Regions from separate parts of the Mus musculus genome. Here region 1 is linked to region 2. The links are chromatin contacts, called in public ChIA-PET maps. All regions are on one chromosome and are shown on one strand. Each heading gives the region's core, a stretch centred on a gene start, on an enhancer-like site or on the middle of the called end of the contact. The rest is flanking DNA. Distances are from core to core; before and after follow the strand shown. Region 1 overlaps Rrp1b (ribosomal RNA processing 1 homolog B (S. cerevisiae)). Region 2 overlaps Slc37a1 (solute carrier family 37 (glycerol-3-phosphate transporter), member 1).

The links. ChIA-PET counts read pairs in DNA pulled down with a chosen protein or histone mark.
Region 1: an RNA polymerase II ChIA-PET map of memory CD8 T cells shows a contact between it and region 2, with 18 read pairs. The contact joins two enhancer-like sites. A contact is called at or near these places in 2 of 115 datasets of contacts at active chromatin or transcription factors (T-cell acute lymphoblastic leukemia and memory CD8 T cells) and 3 of 9 other capture datasets (adipose tissue, embryonic stem cells and liver).

The regions. Positions count from the first base shown.
Region 1 is chr17:32,051,460-32,056,120 of GRCm38.p6, reverse strand. It overlaps Rrp1b (ribosomal RNA processing 1 homolog B (S. cerevisiae)), which reads right to left. Exons shown (of 16, transcript NM_028244.2): 8 at 4,272-4,438; 9 at 3,294-3,382; 10 at 2,167-2,264; 11 at 997-1,016; 12 at 124-210. Among named protein-coding and RNA genes, the nearest start is that of Rrp1b, 18 kb to the right of the region's middle. Within about 2 kb of position 2,245, at least 55 of the 459 cell types and tissues checked have an H3K27ac peak or open chromatin away from gene starts, as enhancers often do. A contact at or near this core is called in memory CD8 T cells, where this site is marked.
Region 2 is chr17:31,324,316-31,328,854 of GRCm38.p6, reverse strand. It overlaps Slc37a1 (solute carrier family 37 (glycerol-3-phosphate transporter), member 1), which reads right to left. Exons shown (of 20, transcript NM_001242427.1): 9 at 3,152-3,189; 10 at 626-706. Among named protein-coding and RNA genes, the nearest start is that of Slc37a1, 30 kb to the right of the region's middle. Within about 2 kb of position 2,839, at least 75 of the 459 cell types and tissues checked have an H3K27ac peak or open chromatin away from gene starts, as enhancers often do. A contact at or near this core is called in memory CD8 T cells, where this site is marked.

The DNA.
Region 1 (4,661 bases), core at 996-3,495, 730 kb before region 2:
GCTCATGAGTTCCAGGGAAACCTGGGCTATGTGAGACGGCTCTATCTCAAGGAACAAACCTCCTCTCTGTCAGTCCCGTGTGAGCAAGGCGACCTCCTTCAGCTCCGAGACTGTGCAGCTCACCTTTCTCACTCTCTAAAAGCTTCTTTCTTTTCCTCTTGTGCCTTCTCTGACCGTTGTCCTCAGCAGAACTGAGTGGAGCACCATTGCCTGTAGGTTCCAAAGGGGCACGGGTCAGCTTCCAAGGCCTGCATCTGGGCCCCGCCCTGAGCCACCCAGCTAAGACTGCTGAGCCTGACTTAGCTCCATCACCTGCACTACCTGCCACTGTCCCAACCCAGAACACACACTGGACAGTGACTGGTGGCATTCTCCATCTAGACTGCTTTACATTCCTACTGCTCTGGGAGCCATCTAGTCAGGGCACAAGGATCAAGAGAGCTGGCTCACTGGTCCGCTCAGGTTTAACCAAGCTTTAACCATGCGTCCTAAAGGAAAATGAGACACCTGGATTTTCTTTTTGACAAAGGATTTTAATCTTCCTAGCCCAGTTTTGCCGGCCTCTATGTTGTGTATCATGGGGTCCACAGAGGCCAGATGTGGGCACTGACTAGATCTCCTAGATCTGGAGGTTTAGACAGTTGTGAGCTACCATGTGGGTTCTAGAACTGAACCTGGTCCTCTAGAAGAGCGGCCAGTGCTCTTGACCATGGAGTCACCTCTCTGCCTTTCCTTCCCCATTAAAACCTTAACTGTAGAAAGCACCAATAAAATTTCAAATAAATACCACATGGGTGTTACCCACACACTGCAGGCACCGGATGGATGGAAAGTATGTGCAAAGGGTCTTGCATGGAGGCATTTCCCAGGGTACTTGCTTAGGTGAACGCAATGAGGGTGGCCACCCACGGATTAATTTCCCTATGACCCGAAGTCTTGGATTTGGCCGGGCTGCCCTTGGTGGGGTGTGTACTGGGTGAGAACAACTCTTCTTACCTTCACAGAGGTCCTGGAACCTGTAAAAAAACAAAAAACAAAAAAGCACATGGAAGTTCAGAGTTCACAGCTCAGGTTTTGAACATAAAACGGGAATCCGGATACTCAGTGCTCACTCTCTCCTCCACAGGGAGGCTAGGGGACAGCCCCACCTAGGGATGCGGTGAGTCAGGAAGGAAGAAGCCTAGGACAAAGGTGCTTTCCATTCCACCAGCTCTGCATAGGACACAGTGGCACACAATACCAAGAGATCCCATGTCTGTCTCGCTTGTTTCTGAAGGCAGACAACTTAACGCTCTGCTATGTTCAGGGGAGGTTTGCCCACTAGGGTTCTCTTTATGCATCAGACCAAATAACCAAAGCTGAGGCTATGAGGGATGTACATAGGGCTGGGATGGGTCGCTGGGGCAGGCAGGTCAGCCCTAGTACCCACACTGAAGCCCCTGGCATGCCTTTGGAGGTCCAGCTATAAAGCACGAGAACTTATGGATGCCATCTACTGGGGAATTCTTTAAGAGCCATTTTTGGTGTGTCCACACATTTGCAGGTGAGCACACGTGCATGTAGAGTCAGAGGTTGATACCAGGTATCTTCCTCAGCCACTCTCCCCTGGGTCTCTCATTTGAACTCAGAATTTATCAATTTGGCTAGTCTAGTTATCTTGCTCTAGGAGTCCCATCTCTGCCTCCCAACCAAGTGAGCTGCCTTGATGCCTGGAACTTCATGGGTGCTGGGATTAGACATGAGACTCCACACCTGCCAGCCACTTCCATTCGTACTGAGGATCTAAACTCTAACCTTCATTCTTTATTCATTGGGTCGAGTCCCTACCTCCTTTCTAAAGGCATTCATAATATTAAAGGATCGAGCTCAGATCAGTTACTGCCATGTGGTTATGAATAAAGTGATAAAAGATAAAGAAAAAGGCAGCGGGGGCTGGAAAGATGGCTCAGAAGTTCCAGAGGACCTGAGTTTGGTTCCTGGTACCCACACTGGATGCCTCACAACTGCCTGTAACTCTAGTTCCAGAGCACCACTTTGTTCGGGCCGCTGCAAGAGCACACATACACAGACACACACTGACACATCTAACAGTAAATACATCTTTAAGAGAAGGAAAGAAACGTGGGAGAGTGCTGGTGTGGCCACAGGATCTCACTTGCTACTTACTTTCTGACTAGTCTGCAGAGTCGCTTCCTGTTGAAAGGCGGGGTGCTTTTTGAGTTGGCTATTTCCAGGAGTCGATCAGCAACAGCCTTATAGTCAAACTACCACAAAGAGACAGGAAACCCAAGCAGTGGTGAGACAGCCTGGCCTGTCTGAGAGTCACCTTCTAGCTGCTGTTGGGAGCAGTCTTCTCCAAACTGGGCTCTCATGCACAGAGAAGAACTGCCTGAGGAGCCTGCTTGTATGCTCATCCTGGGGTCTCAATCTCTATAACTGTCTTTACGTTTTCAAAGCACAATTGTGTACGCATGTGTGGAGTGGCACAGACCTTTAATCCCAGCAGTTGGGGAATAGAGGTAGGTGGATCTTTGTGAGTTCAAGGCCAGCCTGGTTTACATGGCAGTTATTGAGTAGCCAGGGCTACATAAAGGAAAGACCCGGTAACCAACCAACCAACCAACCAACCAACCAACCAACCAACCAACCAAAACTCAAAACTAGAAGCCTGGCATGGTGGTGCACTGGTGTATTCCCAGTACTCGGAGGGGCAGAAGGACCGCTGTGAGCCCCACTCCACCTAGACTATATACAGCAAGATCTGCTTAAAAACAACCCCACCCCCCAAGGCCCCCATAAAGGCTGGTGCTGTTACATGCAGAAGAACAGGCAACAGTGCTTACAAAATGAGGTTCGGGATCTTTCAAAACCCACTTAACTGTTCATTGATTATTTTTGATAGGATCTTTCTGCATAGCCCAGGCGTGTCTGAACTCAGAGACCTGTCAACCTCTGCCTCCCGAATGCTGGGATTGAGTGTGTGTACCACCATGCTTGGCTTCATTTTGTTTTTGTTTTTTTGAAATAGGAGTGTACTAGGTAACCCAGGCTGTTCTTGAACTTGAGACCCTCCTATGTGCTGAGGATCCATGTGAACAACACCACACCAGCCTAAAACCCTTTCAACTGTGTCTCCAACAAGCTCATTCTAAGAATGGTGACATTAATTACAGAAGGGATTATAAAGGACTTTACAATTTAAGCCTTATGGCTTAATGAGCTCTGACTCTAATTCTCTAGCCAAGCCATCCCAGGTCAACCCACATTCTATTAAAAGCAAAAGCTGCTCCCACCTGGAGAGGTGACCCTGAATCTTTCAAGGCTGCACAGATGTCTCTTTCTCTGCTGCCAATGACTCCGTCTCTGAGGCATTCGTCTAGTGCTGCCAAAACACATCCAAAGACAAAGACACAGTCTTGACATTCAAGAATGGATGTGGCTCAGTCCCTCCAGGCTCTGGGTTCAATCCCCATTACCAGGGAGAACACCAGTGACTGCTGCCTGGGGAGATACTTGAAACTGGTCTCCTAAAAATCCTGGTCTTTATTTTATATGCGAAGCTCCAGGTTTTGCCCCTAGGACCAACCCCATACTGAACAACCCTACCCCCACAAAAGGACTCAAGCCTGCAGGAAGGAAGCTGTGTGCTGGAGGGGAGCCAAGGGAACAAGTGCTCCTGACTGCACGGCAGTTCTCACAGGCACAGGCCAAACGTCTCACAAAGGAGGTGAATGGGCTAGGAGGGACAGAAAGAACTTGGCCTAGTGTGAGTGGTGTTGGGACCAACTGTCCACATGTGTCTTTTATGTACCCTGATTTATTTTTTGGGAGGTCTATATGCAGTGAGATGTCAACAAAGTGCTTGATGAAGACTTAAAAACCAAGAACAGAGGAGCCAGCAGGCTTCATCAGGCAAGTACAAGGGGCCCGGATTCAACCTTCAGAATTCACATAAAAAACTCCTGGGCATGGCAGTACAGGCTTCTGGGCTCAGCACAGGGAAGGCAGCAACAGGCGTATCCCTGGGACTCACCAGCCAGCCAGTCCAGCCTAATTAGGCATCTTCCAGGGCAATGAGGAACCTCACCTCAAAATAGGGGTGGGTGAAAGCTGAACAGTGACTCCCAGTGCTGACATCTGGCCTCCACATGAAAGTGTGCGCGAGCACACGCGTTCGTGCACACAGACAAAACTGGTATATAGAAATGAGGAAAACCCAGGCAGCCAATCGACCCAACAGAAAGGAAAGAGTATAAGAGGAAGCCTCTCACCAGCCTTCTTCCCACTGACTGCCTTCCTACAGGCCAACGCCTTCGTAGGGAAGCCACTGCCATCCTCTTTGGTTTTCCGCTCCTCCACAGACTCTTGAGGTACACAGGCAGACTGATCTACAATGACTTCAAAAACACCCCTCGCTACAGTCTGTACCAGCGTGTGGCTGAGGGCAGAAACACATCGGAGAGAACAGGATGAAAACACTTGGCCTGGAGCCTGTGCAGACAGGAATACAACGAAGAACAACTCCGGTAAGTGTGTGCATATGCACGTGCCTGCCTGGGGCCTAGTGTGCCCACCAACTGTTAACTGGGACTCAGATACCCCTGAAGCAGGTCCACTCAAGATTCAAGGGATCACGGCATGCCACAGGACAGACAGACAGA
Region 2 (4,539 bases), core at 1,590-4,089:
TGTTCCTTCTTCTAAAAAGTGGGAGAAAGCTGAGAGAAGACCTTTTGTGACATTTGCCACCTTTTCTTGGGCCTGTGGTATGGACTCTTGATATCACTTTGTACCCGGAGCCCACTGTGCGCTCTTCTTGCGCTGTGTACCTGCACCTGCAACACCCACCTCTCATACAGCTGTGCCGCAGTGACACCTGCTGAGGCCAGCTGGAACAGCACCTGGGGTGCAGGTGGCTGAGGTCTCTGCTCACTTCCCATCTGCATTTGCCTCCTCAGCCCCTACCAACCCTGAGTAGTGCTTCCTGCTAGTGAACAGTTATTGGATGGATTATAATTAATTGATTTATTAATTATTGTTAATTAATCATTGGATAATTTTCAGAGTTGATTTGAAGACATGTGAGTTTAGCTGACTGTCCAGAGAAAGTCAACGAGGCTGACTCAAATGGCCCTTAGGAATACAAGGAGATTCAATGGCTTAAAGATCCTGGATGTCTGAGCTGCGCCTGAGGCCCGGGGACAGCCAGTTGGTCCACGGGGGGTGGGGTAGGGGGGGTGGGGGGTGGGGGGGTTAGAGACTGGTTCTGAATCTCTAAAGACATCCCAGCAGGTGGAAGCTGTGTGTCACTCACCAGAGGTCCATTCTTTTCACTGTACGTGGTTTGCTTCTGCAGTCTAAATCTGTTTATGCCATTCTCAGAGGCTCTAGGGTGCTGGAAGAGAAGCAGCTGATTAGACTTCCATGAGAATGCTTACACTGGGGCTGGAGATGTGGCTCAGTGGTTAAGGGCACTGGCTGCTCTTCCAGAGGTCCTAGGTTCTATTCCTGGCACCCACCTAGTGGCTCACAACAAACTCCAAACTCCGGTTCCAGGGGATCTGATGTACTCTTTGTCTCCATGAACGCTCACAGACACACACACACACAGAGAGAGAGAGAGAGAGAGAGAGTATACAACCTCAGAGGAAGATGCTTACACACTAAAACCCAATACTTACTGTTTTTTGTATATGCGAGTACACCATCACTGTCTTCAGACACACCAGAAAAGGGCATCAGATCCCATTACTGATGGTTGTGAGCCACCATGTGGATGCTGGGCGTTGAACTCAGTACTTTTAACCACTAAGCTATCTCTCCAGCTCACCAATACATTTTTTTTTTAAATGAACACTTCTTTCATGACAGAAAAAAATTCTCAGGAAAAAAATTGTGATGAACAACCAGAAATATGCTGCTGTTTCATGACTTTCTGTTCAGTGGTCTGAGTCAGAGCCTTGTATCCAGCACTGACCGCAACCCCAGAATGCTCCTCACCTTTAGGGACAGCACTGTCACTGTGTGCTGTCCCCCCAGCCCCCTCTCCCCTCACTGATCTGCTTGTTCTCAGGATTTTTTCCCACTTCTGGATGCTTCCCACAGGGACTGGGCTATAGCTCAGCAGTCAAGCATTCATACAAATGGAACTGTATTTATGCTGTGGCTTTCTCTGAATCGCTTCTTTAGTTCAGCCAAATGGCTTCAACAGAGCTTAATTTCTCCTACTGCCTAATAATATTTCACCACAGAATGTATCACACTGAATGCATCTGTTTATCAACTGGCAGTTGTCTATTTTGCTCCATTTTTGGGATGCTATAACCCTATGGGTAACCTGTGTGCCCAAGTCTTTCGTGATTGTGATTCTCTTGGTGTGTTTCTGGGAGTGGGGCTGTGGGGTCAGATGTAACTGTTCATTCCACGAGGCTGCATCCCTTTCCATACGCCCTAGGGAGGCGGGAGTTCTGATCCCTCCACATTCACACTAACCCTCATGACAGCCACCCTGTGGATTTGACCAAGTCGCCTGATGCCTGCTCACACCGAGTGGTGAGACACACGTACTTCTTGCCCACAGCCCACCCGTGTGTCTTCTTAGAAGAAATATCTGCTGTGGTCCTCTGACCCTGCTTGTCCTTGGCTGTCTAAGTAATGAGTTAGTATTCTAGATGCAGGTCTCTGCCCAGACACAATTTGTAAATATTTCTCGCCCCACCCCTCCCCCATTCAGATGGTCCCATTTGAAACACTAAAGCCTTGAATTCTGATGAGGCCTAATAGACATGGTTTTTCTCTTCAGCTCAGCTACGCCAGGGCTGGGTACCCCCATGACTTCCTGTGTTGAAGCTGAACCCCACTGTGAAACATTAAGAGGGTGGAGATAGCAACAGTTCTGTTTATGATTCCGGCTCAGCATGCCATCGAGCCCTCAGGGCAGCTGAGCTCTGTGAGACCCTGGTGACTCACTCAGAGACTTGAAAAGGAGAAAATTAATAAAGATATGCTTAGACCTTTTGGCCAAGATCACGTATAGCATCGGGCAGACTCAGCCCTACCTCACATACGTGCCAGCAGGAGAGGCAGGAGCTTGTGCCTAGCCTGGTCCCCTGTATGTCTGGAGCTAGCAATGAGGAAGAAGCCACTTCTAGAATTCGCTGCTGCAGGATGTGGCCACAGAGGTTTTCTTGTCTGCAAGTGAGTATCCTGGTTCTATTGTGTTTAGAGCTACCCCACCCCACCCCCCAAACCCCAGTGACTCACGGAGGCCTCAGATCACAATGAAATCACCACCAGCTCTGTGAACTTGGACTCTGAAATCATCATGGCTTTGAGAACACTTTCAAATACCACCATGGCTACATTTCTAGAATATAGTAGCCTTCTTTGCTTATTTTTGTTTTTCGTTAATAAAGTGTCAGAATGTTCTCCACCCCCCACCCCCCCCACACACACATACATACACCCAGGACCCCTGGGCTGTTAAGCCTCAACAGGAAGAGGCTCTGGTGCCCCCTGCTGTACAATTTGGGCACTGTCCCTAGAGCAAGGGTCTCCTTGATATGCCTAACGCTTGCTTGACAGGGCAGAGGGAAAACAGGTAGAGGGGGTTTTATGGGAGCCACTGAGGGATGTCAGGCCAGGCTGTGGTGACATGTTTCAGGTAGCCTCTGTAGGGAGAGCGGAGGACTTAGAAGCAGGAAGGGCTCAGTGGGTTGCAATGGCTGAGATAGACTCTTGTCATGCGTGAGGCTGTGGCCAGCCTTTCCTTGCTGGCAGTGTGGGCTGTAAAGAGGAGCAGGCTGTACTGGGAGGTAACAGGAAACACAGGAGCTCTTACCGTGGGGAGGGTGGAGGAGCACTTGACGTCCTTAGGGTCTGAAAGAGCAAACAGGAGATGGGTAACTAAATACCGCCACCCACAGCCAATGAACTGGAGCCCTCAGCAGCGCTTAGGGTGCTGCTGGCAATGGACCCGATCTTCGCCCGGTGTTCCTGCTAAATAAGTTTTAGGGCCTCTTCCCACAGTGGTAACAGAAGAGGGAACTACAAGAGCATCCGGGTATGTTTCATTACTGTCGTTTTTTATTGGCTGTATGTCCTTGAATGCATGAAACAAGGTCCACTGGAAGAGGATAGGACTCTTATCTGGTGCTCCACTAAACTAAACAGAGCTTAAGGAAGGAAGACAGCCCAGGCCAAGGGGCCATCGAGGGAGGGGACGGCATAGCCCACCTCCCCTCCCATTCTTCCACAGAGTGGGGATGGGCGTGTGGCAGCCCGAGGGTATGAATAGGAGTTTGATAGTGGGATAAGTCAGCTTGAGCCCAGGACACGGTGGACCCTTGGACCGGTTAGACAGACACAGAAACACGAGAAAGGCACCCAAGCACTCTCAGAACAGAATCTGTAACTTTGTAAGGGACAATGAATTTCTAAGAAACGAAAGCGAGCGGAGATCAGACGCCTTCCGGGAGGAAAATGGAGCACTGGCATCGCTGCAACAAAGTGATGTCATGAAAAGGCCTTCCCTGTCCCTTCTGTCACCTGATGCTTATCTTTTCGTTGACCTTCTGGGCCTTGGGTGGTCACTCAGCTCCCCTAACAAACAGCAGCTTGTCCCTGAACCCTGGGAACTTGGGTGTATGTGGGAGAAGAGCCCTGGGGCCTGGCATGGTATCAGGGAGGCAGGCAGCCTTCCACATGGGGCAGTCTCTGCCTGCCACCCAGGAAAAGGCCCCAGGTATGACAGATGAAGAACAGGAGGGAAGAACATCTTAACCCCGGGGGAGGGGAGAGAGCAGGGCCAAGCTCAGATCGGCATGTGAGAGATGGGTGACCTGAGCATGGGAGGGACAGTACAGAGCTTTGGGGACACTGTCCTGCACAGCAAGGCCCAGCTGAGCGAGCACCAGGCCCTGGAGAGAGTCTTGCAGAGCTCAGGGAGGAAGATGAAGGGACTACTAGGGCACCATGACCAGGTCTGTGGCCTGGGTCACGTAGGGGGGACAAGCCACATACTTCAGTGAAGAGCCCAAGAGAGGCAGAAGCAGGAACAGGGGTGGGAAGTGGCTGCTGAGGCAAAGCAGCTGGTGCGAATGGGGTTCGGGGGCGTCCCCCACACTAGGAGAGCAGCGTGTGGAACAGAGGAGGAAGAGGACACGGAAGTGAACGGAACAGAGAGCTTTAAATAGATGGTCTTCCTCCATGCTTGGCAGCGGTCACCAA